3 separate regions of the Mus musculus genome follow, and all the other regions are linked to region 2. Evidence: chromatin contacts called from public promoter capture Hi-C data. All regions are on one chromosome and are shown on one strand. Each heading gives the region's core, a stretch centred on a gene start, on an enhancer-like site or on the middle of the called end of the contact. The rest is flanking DNA. Distances are from core to core; before and after follow the strand shown.

What was found. Promoter capture Hi-C pulls out the DNA fragments that hold promoters and counts their contacts. Capture Hi-C pulls out chosen DNA fragments and counts their contacts.
Region 1: a promoter capture Hi-C map of liver shows a contact between it and region 2, with 4 times the contacts expected there. The contact joins the promoter of Selenov here to the promoter of Nfkbid in region 2. A contact is called at or near these places in 6 of 39 promoter capture datasets (the 3T3-L1 cell line, cranial neural crest, frontonasal cranial neural crest and 2 more), 1 of 115 datasets of contacts at active chromatin or transcription factors (large pre-B cells) and 1 of 9 other capture datasets (adipose tissue).
Region 3: a contact with region 2 is called in a promoter capture Hi-C map of liver, with 3 times the contacts expected there. The contact joins the promoter of Zfp36 here to the promoter of Nfkbid in region 2. A contact is called at or near these places in 2 of 39 promoter capture datasets (the C10 cell line and pre-B cells), 4 of 484 Hi-C or Micro-C datasets (B cells, CD4 T cells, bone marrow-derived macrophages and 1 more), 3 of 115 datasets of contacts at active chromatin or transcription factors (astrocytes, bone marrow-derived dendritic cells and regulatory T cell precursor) and 3 of 9 other capture datasets (adipose tissue, liver and macrophages).

Annotation. Positions count from the first base shown.
Region 1 is chr7:28,289,311-28,292,441 of GRCm38.p6, forward strand. Selenov (selenoprotein V) reads right to left here and starts at 1,876. Exons shown (of 6, transcript NM_175033.4): 1 at 1,013-1,876. The coding sequence starts at 1,767.
Region 2 is chr7:30,421,684-30,424,653 of GRCm38.p6, forward strand. It overlaps Nfkbid (nuclear factor of kappa light polypeptide gene enhancer in B cells inhibitor, delta), which reads left to right and starts at 1,592. Exons shown (of 11, transcript NM_172142.4): 1 at 1,592-1,820; 2 at 1,952-2,012; 3 at 2,557-2,768. The coding sequence starts at 2,763.
Region 3 is chr7:28,377,949-28,380,798 of GRCm38.p6, forward strand. Zfp36 (zinc finger protein 36) reads right to left here and starts at 1,280. Exons shown (of 2, transcript NM_011756.4): 1 at 1,226-1,280; 2 at 1-545. The coding sequence starts at 1,249.

The sequences.
Region 1 (3,131 bases), core at 626-3,125, 2.1 Mb before region 2:
GGAGTCTTCCAGAGCAACAGAGGCAATAAGGGCACAGTCCTGACCTGTGCTACTCCACCCAGGTCACTGCATGAGCCTGAGGCAGCATCTGAGAGCTGCACTCAGCTCCAGAGCCTCTGTGCTCATTCACCAGCTGCCCCACTCCATCCCCCGTCCCCTCCCCCACCCACTCCCCTTCATTCAGCAGCCTCCTTCCTCTTCTCTGAGAAGTGGCCGCTCAAGGGTCACCATGGAGTGAGACCATCCCGACCACCCAGCTCAGCTCTGAGGTGGACAGCCTCTCCTCCTTCCTCAGGAAGTACCTCTCTGCTCACAGTTCTGCAGGCTGGCATGGGGTGTGCATGGCCTGGCCTGCTAGGGAAGTGCTCAGGGCCCTCAGAGTGAAGCGCAGCAAAGAATGGGAACGGATTCCCAGTCATAAGAATCAACCGTGAATGCATGGATGGATGAATGAATGAATGAATGAATGAGAATACAGTTTAGACCCATCCATCATGTAAATGTTGAATGGATGAAGGTGGATGAAGCTTCTCGCTTCTACCAATAGAATGAATGAATGTATGAATAAGAGTGAATGCATGCATGAAGTTAAGAGACAGGAATCAAGCAGCTAAACGAATGATTCTGACTGCCAGGTGGGAAACGCCCATCAATGAATGAATAAAAGCGAATGACAGCAGTCATGTTACTCATACAAACGTTTGAAGGAAGAGAGGCGTGAATAAAGCCTTAAGTCAATAAACATGCAAATGAGTGAGGAAAGATCAAAGACAGAAATCACAGGGGTTCGTGGGAGTGAATGAAAGAAGCCAGGGTGGGAAACCGATCTCAAAGGGACAGACAAGTGGTGGTCAGAACTCTGTGGATCTGCCTCCCTACCTAGCGCGCCCACCTGGGCCTGCACACACACACACACACACACACACACACACACACACACACACACACGCCCAGAGCTCCAGCATCTGCCGGCTCGGCTCCCGTTCTTTCGCGGGTAGGGGGAGCCCCTCACCAGTACATCACACGGATCAAGATTCTGTTGGGCGTTGGGACGTCCTCGCTGGTGGATGGGATCTCCTTAGTGGAACCGAAGCTGGGTGCTGGGGAAATCGTGGAGAGCTTACCCAGACCAGGGGTTTCCTTCAGCGGGGAGGCCAAGAACTCTAGTGTAGGGTTGGGGCCCGGAATGGGGCCCAATGTACTGGAGGCCATGGCAGTAGAAGCCAAGGAGTCTATGGGAGAGGCGGTGTCCGGTATGGAGCCTTGTGTCTTGGAGGACGAGGGAGTGAGCACTGGAAGGGGCCCCTGGATGGCCTCCGCTAGGCTGTGGATCGAGGGTTTCTGATTTTGAGCGAGTGTGGGATCCTTCAAGAGAGCGCTAGCAGCCCTGGAAGAAAGGGGCTGTGCCGTGGGCGAGGCCAAGCTCGGGAAGAACCTGCCTGGAGAGATCTTAGGAAAGACCCGACCTAGATTCGGGGCCCGGACTGGTGCTGGAGTCCGCACCGGTGCTGCATGCCGGACTGGAGCTGGAGTTGGGGCTGGGGTTAGGGTTGGGGCAGGGACTGGGGCTGGAGTTGGGAACCGGATTGGAACAGGGTTAGGGACTTGGGCAGGAGCCCGGACCCGGATGGAAGTTCGGACTGGAGTCGAGTTGTGCGCTGGGTTCGGGGCCCTGACTGGGGTCGCGGTTCGGATGGGAGCGGGTGTCCGGGCCGGGGTGTTTGCCCGGACTGAGGAGGGAGCGGGGACCCGCGCCTTGTTATTCATGGGGACCAGGTGAGACCCGGGTACCCCAGGCTAAGCGTCCCGCCTCGCCCTGCTTCCTTGAGCGAGGAGAGCTTTCGCACCCGAGGATTCTAAAAACCGAAGCAACCACGAGCAGGCACTGTTACACCGGGTTCCAGTCAGGCGGAGATTCCAAGCTCTGCGCCAGGGAGGCGCTGCTGTCTTCAGATCTCACCGAATAGACACCGCCCCTGTCCCTATCCCCACCCAGCAGGAGCCAACTCTGCCTAGAGCTTCCCATTGCCACCCTGACACTCATGCGTTTAGCTGGTTGAGTTCATTAAGCGCCCTCCTAGCGCTGGGGATTCCGGGGACAATGCATCTCTGCCCTCCTTGCTTCCTGCCCATGATAGGAGGTCACACCCAGTATGAGAGTGACAGCCTAAAACCGTCAGTGCAGTGGAGAATACCAGCACCCATATAATTCAGAAAGGAGGCACCTCTCTGCAGGATACGAGGTCCGGAGAAAAATAGCGACAACCCACACAAATAATCCAATTTACTCCCGGGGAGTGGTCAAAGTGAGACTCTGTCTTCTTCATGCTGTATCCCCAGCTCCTAGAACAAGACCTGGATCAACCAATCCTGTGGAACCCGAGTTAGGGAGATAAAGTGGAAGCTGGCACCAGGAAAGGGGACAAGTTTGAGAAGTGGAGTATAGGCAAAAGGCAGAGGTGACAAGGATTGGAGCCAGGGACAGTGACCATGTAAGGCCGACTAGACTTCATTCTGAGGCTCACAGAAGGATGACTTAACAGGGGTTGTGGCTCAGTTAATAGAGTTTTCATAGCATTCACAAAGCCCTGGGTCCAAGTCCCCCGTGCCACACAAACCAGTTATGTTGACTCAGGATTGTAGCTCCAGCACTCAGGAGGCAAGTGGATCAAAAGTTTAAAATCACTCTCAAGTAAAAAAAAAAAAACAAAAACAAAACAAAAAAAAAAAAACAAAACCAACCAACACCCCCCCCCCCAAAAAAAAACCCTCAGGATGCACATAACCCTGTTGATGTCTCAAGAGATGTCAGCCTCTGCCTGTGGCTTTGGGGCAGTATTTCTAAGCCAGGGAATATCCTTCTGGAAGGGGGGTGGGGCATACATAGACCAGCCAATCCACAATAACGTGGATAGTGATGACAGCCTGGGGCCACATTGTGTCAGTTCTGCCCCAGGAGGGCTATTAACTTTATCTGCCTGACCAAGACCTCATGAAGACTCTAGGCCCCAGAATGCAATGTACATTTCGTGACCATTAACGTGCTGTGTTGCCAGACGTCAGTGCAGTGGGTGCTTCCACAGGAAGAACACACAGATGTTTGGACTAGGAATTGACCTGGACCCTGGCAC
Region 2 (2,970 bases), core at 342-2,841:
GGCGTGGCCAAAAGACGAATTTAAAAACTCGCGGGGGACCTGGCTTTAGATCGGGGACCCGGCGGCGGCTCCGCGGGGCAGGTAGCGAGGCTGGCGCAACGCCGAGGCCGCGGCCCTGGGGGCCCACAGTCTGCATCCAAGAATCCTCGAGGTAAGAGCTGGGGGTAAAGCGAGGAACGCGCCTTTCTGGATGCTTTGAAGGTTGGCTGGAGCGTAAAGCTGGGCCCTGAGAATTGATTCTGGACGTTGAAGAGGAGAGGCTGGGATCCTGGACTTCTGAGTCCTTGGGAGTGTTGGACATCCTTGGGAGTTGGGGTGCAAGGACTGAGAGGCCTGATACCGGGGGTTCTCTAAGAGGACGAAGTGACCCGGACTCCTTCACCCAAGGAGGGGCTGCATTGCATCCTTGAAATTGCGGTTATGGACGCAGGTTTGGGCCTCGAAGGTCGGGCGCTGGACCTCAGGAGTCCACTCTGGTAGAGAGCAGCCCCGCCCTGGGACTTCCCAGAGCACCACTGGTGCAGGGTGCCCGGGCCGAACAGGAATTCCCCGTGCGCGGGGATTCCACGGGCGCCGCGCTTCGCTGCGTGCCCCGCCTCCGAGCCAGACACCTGCGGCGCGCGCGTGCGGAGCGGAACTGGGAGGTGGAAGATTCCCTTGCGTTAGCGCCGTGACGTCAGCGCGCGGCGTCTCGTCTCGAGGGTTTCCGAGTCAGTCCTCGGCTGACTTTAACCCTTCTCGCGCTGGAGTCTGAGCTGGGAAGTCTGGGCTGGGGATTTGCTCTTCTTGGGTCGAGGGAACCGGATTTTCAGGTCTCAGAGGAGACTGAGGGTCTGTACTCTTGGGTTCTGGGTGAATGGATTGTGCCAATGGGATACAGGGGCATCTCCGGGATGGTTGGTCCCTGCTATTCCCAAGTTTGCCGAGGTGGGGGCGGGAGCTTTGCGACTCCAGATCCCTGGATCATTGAGGAACTACACCGCTACTGATTTGGTGGATCCTGGCAGAGAGGCTAGAGCAAGAGTGGTGATCCCAAGACTTGGAGAGGAGCAACTCACCCTTTCCTGTGCTGAGGACTCTGGGCTTACGTTCTACCATCCACCCAGCCTTGCGCCCAGCCCCACATGTCAGATTCTAGAACAGAGAAACATTTTGTTGTTGTTTTGAGACAGAGGTCTCAGGTAGTCCAGGTTGGCCTCTCACTTCGTTTATAGATGAGTCTGGCCTTAACACCTGACCCTCTGCCACCACCTCGCTGGGATTGCAGGGGTGTGCCTCTACTCCTAGTTAAAACAGAGATATTGGGAACCTGGAAATGCCTTTTCGGGAAGTTGAGATTAGCAAACCCCAGTCCTCCACTCCTAGTGTTAGGACCTGGTCGCCTAGGTTGGGATTTTTAACGGATGTGGTGGTGCTTCCGAGGAGCCCGGTGTCTCCGGAGAAGATAGATGCTTCAGAGAAGTGCTAGCCTCCCCACTTCCTCAGTTTCCACTACGGTGGTGGAAAGTTGGTGCGGAGGAAAAGCGTGGAGGAAAAGGAAGGAAATGGCGGAGGCGGGGCCCTGCACTCAACATCTTCTGTTGGCTTTGTAGTTCTCCAGCTCGCTCGAAGGAAAGGAGGGCGCCCACATGCACTCCCAGCCACCCACCGCTGCCACCGAGGCTGCATTCGGGTGACTTAAACATTCCTGATGACTTCCTTCTGTCTTCCCACACACAGTGAGTCGGCCTGAGCGTAGTCACTGCCCAACACAGACGGTAAAGAAGCTTCTGGAAGAACAGAGGCGCCGACAGCAGCAGCCAGAGGCTGCTGGGGTGCCGGTGAGTCTCTGGAAGTCGCCATGTGCGCTGGGGGAGATGGGAGTTGTAGTCCTGACTCTGAGGCTCTGCAGGTGGGGGACAGACCTGGAAGAATCTTCCAGATTCATAAATTCATTTCCTTTACATTGCAGGGACACTTCTCCCCTCCTCTGGTCCAGCCACTGACTCCATCTGTGAATGAGGCAGAGCCAGGTAAGAATAAAGTTAGCTCCTAGCCCAGCTTCTCTTAGACTCAGGCATCCCAGCTCTTAGACCTTTGGGGACCGAGGAGTCAGGCAGCTCTCATTATTCTTGAGCCATATGGGAAATTTTGATGACCAGCCTGCCATCGTTGCACATGTCTATATTCCCAGTACTCCGGAGTTGAGGGGGGGCGGATTGCCATTGGGTTTGAGGTCATGTGGTTTTTTTTTTTTACTAGCAAGTTCCAGGCCACCTAGAGCTATCTAAGACACCTTGTCTTATAACCAAAACCCCTGGAATTTGACGTTGGTTTTCAGTAGCCCAGTAGTCCATGAATAGTGTCCTTCAAGCATCCAGGGTTTAAGACTCCAGGACTTCAGATCCCAGTTGCTTGAGATCCAGTAGGCCTGGCATCGCAGCTTGCTGATGCCCCAGGACTGGAGGACCCAGCTCCTCAGTGTCTCAGGACCTCTGGAGACTCCAGGTTTACCTTCCCTGGCCATGTCTCCAGGCTGTAATAACAGGCTGGTTCTGACCACCCTCTCTGTTTCAGGCCATACTCATTTCCCTGCCTTCCAAGAGACTGTGGATTCCGGACCTGGCAACCTGGCTCCCCCTTCAGGCTTTGCAGACTGGGACCCTAGCATCCATGCTACCTATACAGAGGGCTCTTTCCCATTCTCTGCTTCTGAAGGCTTCCTGACTCCTGATTTCTACCCTCCGTCAGACCCAGGCCGGTCAGGCCCATTTCCCCTGGTGATGGAGGTAAACTATAGGGTGGGGACAGATGCTTAAGGGCCCCTAAAAACTTCTCAGTGGTGCTGAGCCTAGTGGCGCAGGCTTGTCATCCCAGCTACTCCGGAGGCAGAGGTAGAAGGATCAAGACCTACCTGGGCTACAGAATGAGTTCTAGATTGCCCTAGCCACAATAATAGGACCTTTTTTTTTTTTTTCCTAAATAAAGGGA
Region 3 (2,850 bases), core at 30-2,529, 2.0 Mb before region 2:
GGCGAGCTTCTGCGGCCTGAGGGCAAGCCGGAGAAGCTGATGCTTTGTCGCAGCACATGGGGCTGGCCAGGGAGAGCTAGGTCCTCGGTGGGGTTGTGGATGAAGTGGCATCGAGAGCCATAGGGGCAGCGGCCCTGGAGGTAGAACTTGTGGCAGAGTTCCGTTTTGTACTTGGGGTGGCGATTGGCTTGGCGAAGTTCACCCAGGCCGTGAGCAAACTGGCACTTGGCCCCGTAGCGACAACGCCCGCTTTCTGAGTAGGTCCGACAGAGCTCGGTCTTGTATCGAGAGGAGGTGGTGGGAGTTGCAGTAGGCGAAGTAGGTGAGGGTGACAGCTCAGGGCCTGGGCGGGGAGCCAAAGGTGCAAAACCAGGGGGTGGGGGTACCCAGCCACAGCTTCGGCCCTCCACCAGGCTAGTGGAGCGGCCAGTCAGGCGAGAGGTGACCCCAGACGGGATGGAGTCCGAGTTTATGTTCCAAAGTCCTCCGAGGGATTCGGTTCCTCCGTGGTCGGATGACAGGTCATGGCTCATCGACTGGAGGCTCTGAGAGGAACAGGGTTCGGTTAGGCCACCAGAAAAGGTAAGGTGACGTCGCCCCGCCCCTGTTGTAAAGCACTTCACGAGCTTGCCAGTCCGGTTTGTGGGTTCTCGGCCTGAGCCCCACCCGGCTCACACAAACTCCAGGGAGAACCTGACTACAGAGATTTGAGTGTTTCCACATGACTGAAGGTAATCCAGAAGGATCTAGGAAGCCCAGTATCCCCGATCGAGAGAGGGTTCCCCCCCAAATCAAAGCACACTGCTGCTCGCCAACTTTGGGCCTCTAGGACTCCCCCCCCCCCCATATGACCGCCCACCGGGCGCTCGTTTCACAACTTGAAGGAGCCGGCCAAAGCTGACCCAGGAGGCCAGATCTCTCTAGAACTCTTACCCTGTCAACTCCCCCCCTACCTCAACCTTAGCACCTGCTTGGCCACCAAACCGCGCCATGGGCAGCGAAGGGCACTAGACAGGTGTGATGCCGCTTCCGCCCTACGCGAGTGACAGCAGTGTGCCAGCTTTTCGTCCCAAGGGGATCGCCGGTATCTGGACCGAGGCGCTAGGCTCGCTGGCTCCCTCTCTCATTTCCAGCCAGCCAGGGCTAGTCTGAGAAGGTACGGAGGCGTCCCGGGCCTAAGTTTGGTGCGTCGGGGATCCCGGGATGCTGTCTAACAGGTACTCACCTCGTAGATGGCAGAGAGATCCATGGTGGCGCGAATGGCCTTGGTGAAGAGACCGACTGTCGGTTCGCAGAAGTCAGGCTGTGGCCCGCAGCAGGAGCTTTCTCCTTTTATGGGGCGGCCTGGGGGCGTGGCCACTAGAGCTTCCGGGACGCGCCCCCGCGGCGTAGCTCGGCCGGCCTGGTACTAGGCCCCTTCCGCCTATCTGCTGGTTAGCATGCAAAATGTGCCTGAACTTGGCCCTCCCGCAGCTCCGGCCCCTCTCGGGGGGTAGTAGGGAGGGTTGTGTACGACCAACTGGAGGTGATGGTAGCGGGGCGTCCTAGTGTTTTTCAGAGGTGGAAGGCAGTCGGGAAGAGAACTGGGGCAGAAGTGGGGGCAGGGCTCTAGGGACAATTGACAAGGGCAGAGACTGAGGGCGTGTGCGTGTGAGACAGACGGGGGCGGGGAGAGACAAGTTGGAAGAGACAGAGATGGCCAGAAGCCGAGAGAAAAACAAAGAGACAGTGAGAGACATTCACAAGTAGGATCTGCTGGTTTAGGACTGTGATTCCGGCCCCTCAGGGAGGCTGAGGCAGGAGACTGGTAGTTCAAGGCCTGGCTCCACTATACAGTGGGTTCTAGGGCAGCTTGAGTAACTTGGTGAGACCCTTTTCTTAGGAAGTAAAAAGATGCCAGATCACTGATGGCCCAAACTTTTAATTTCAGCACTTGGAAGGCAGAAGCAGACGGATTTCTATGAGTTCGAGGCTAGCCTGGTCTACAGAGTGAGTTCCAGAACAGCCAGGACTACACACAGAAACCCTGTCTTTTTTGTTTGTTTGTTGTTTTTGTTTTTCGAGACAGGGTTTCTCTGTATAGCTCTGGCTGTCCTGGAACTCACTTTGTAGACCAGGCTGGCCTTGAACTCAGAAATCCGCCTGCCTCTGCCTCCGGAGTGCTGGGATCAAAGGCGTGTGTCACCATGCTCGGCTGAGAAACCCTGTCTTGAAAAACAAAACAAAAGACAAGACAGTGGCATATGGTTGTAATCTTGGCATTTGGAGGTGGAGGAAGGGGGATCAGGCGTTCAATGTCAGACTAAGCTATTGATTGAGTTCCAGGTCCTACTTTTAAAAAAAAAAAAAAAAAAAAAGAGAAACCACGAAGGTAAGGAGGAAGTAAAACGAAGTCTCAGCGACTTGGTATGTACTCCTTAGAGCCAACCCTATTATAGAAAGAAAAAAAGATGACATTTACAAAGTGGGGAGACAGTAAGACAGGGAGAGGGGACTGGGAAACAAATCTAGGCGAGGAAGTGGGTTACAGAAAGATAGAAAGGCGAAATAAAAACTTAAACCTGAAGGCACAGAACCTGTAAGACAGTTGGTCCAGGTAGGGACCGCTCTGAGCTGTAGCTCAGCAGTGCCCTTCCAACCCCCTAGTCTAGCATGGCTGGATAGCACATTTACCCAAGCTGCAGTTTAAATTAAGAGGTTTTGCTTCCGAAAACTCAAGGTTGGAACAGCTTACGTCTTTTATTAGGGAGGAAGCTCTGCTCTATTGAAAGAATGGGCCACCTTCAACGTTGAATGGGTTTCTAGTAATGCAAGCAGTCTTAACTCAACTCTCTGGAGATCTGTAAGGTT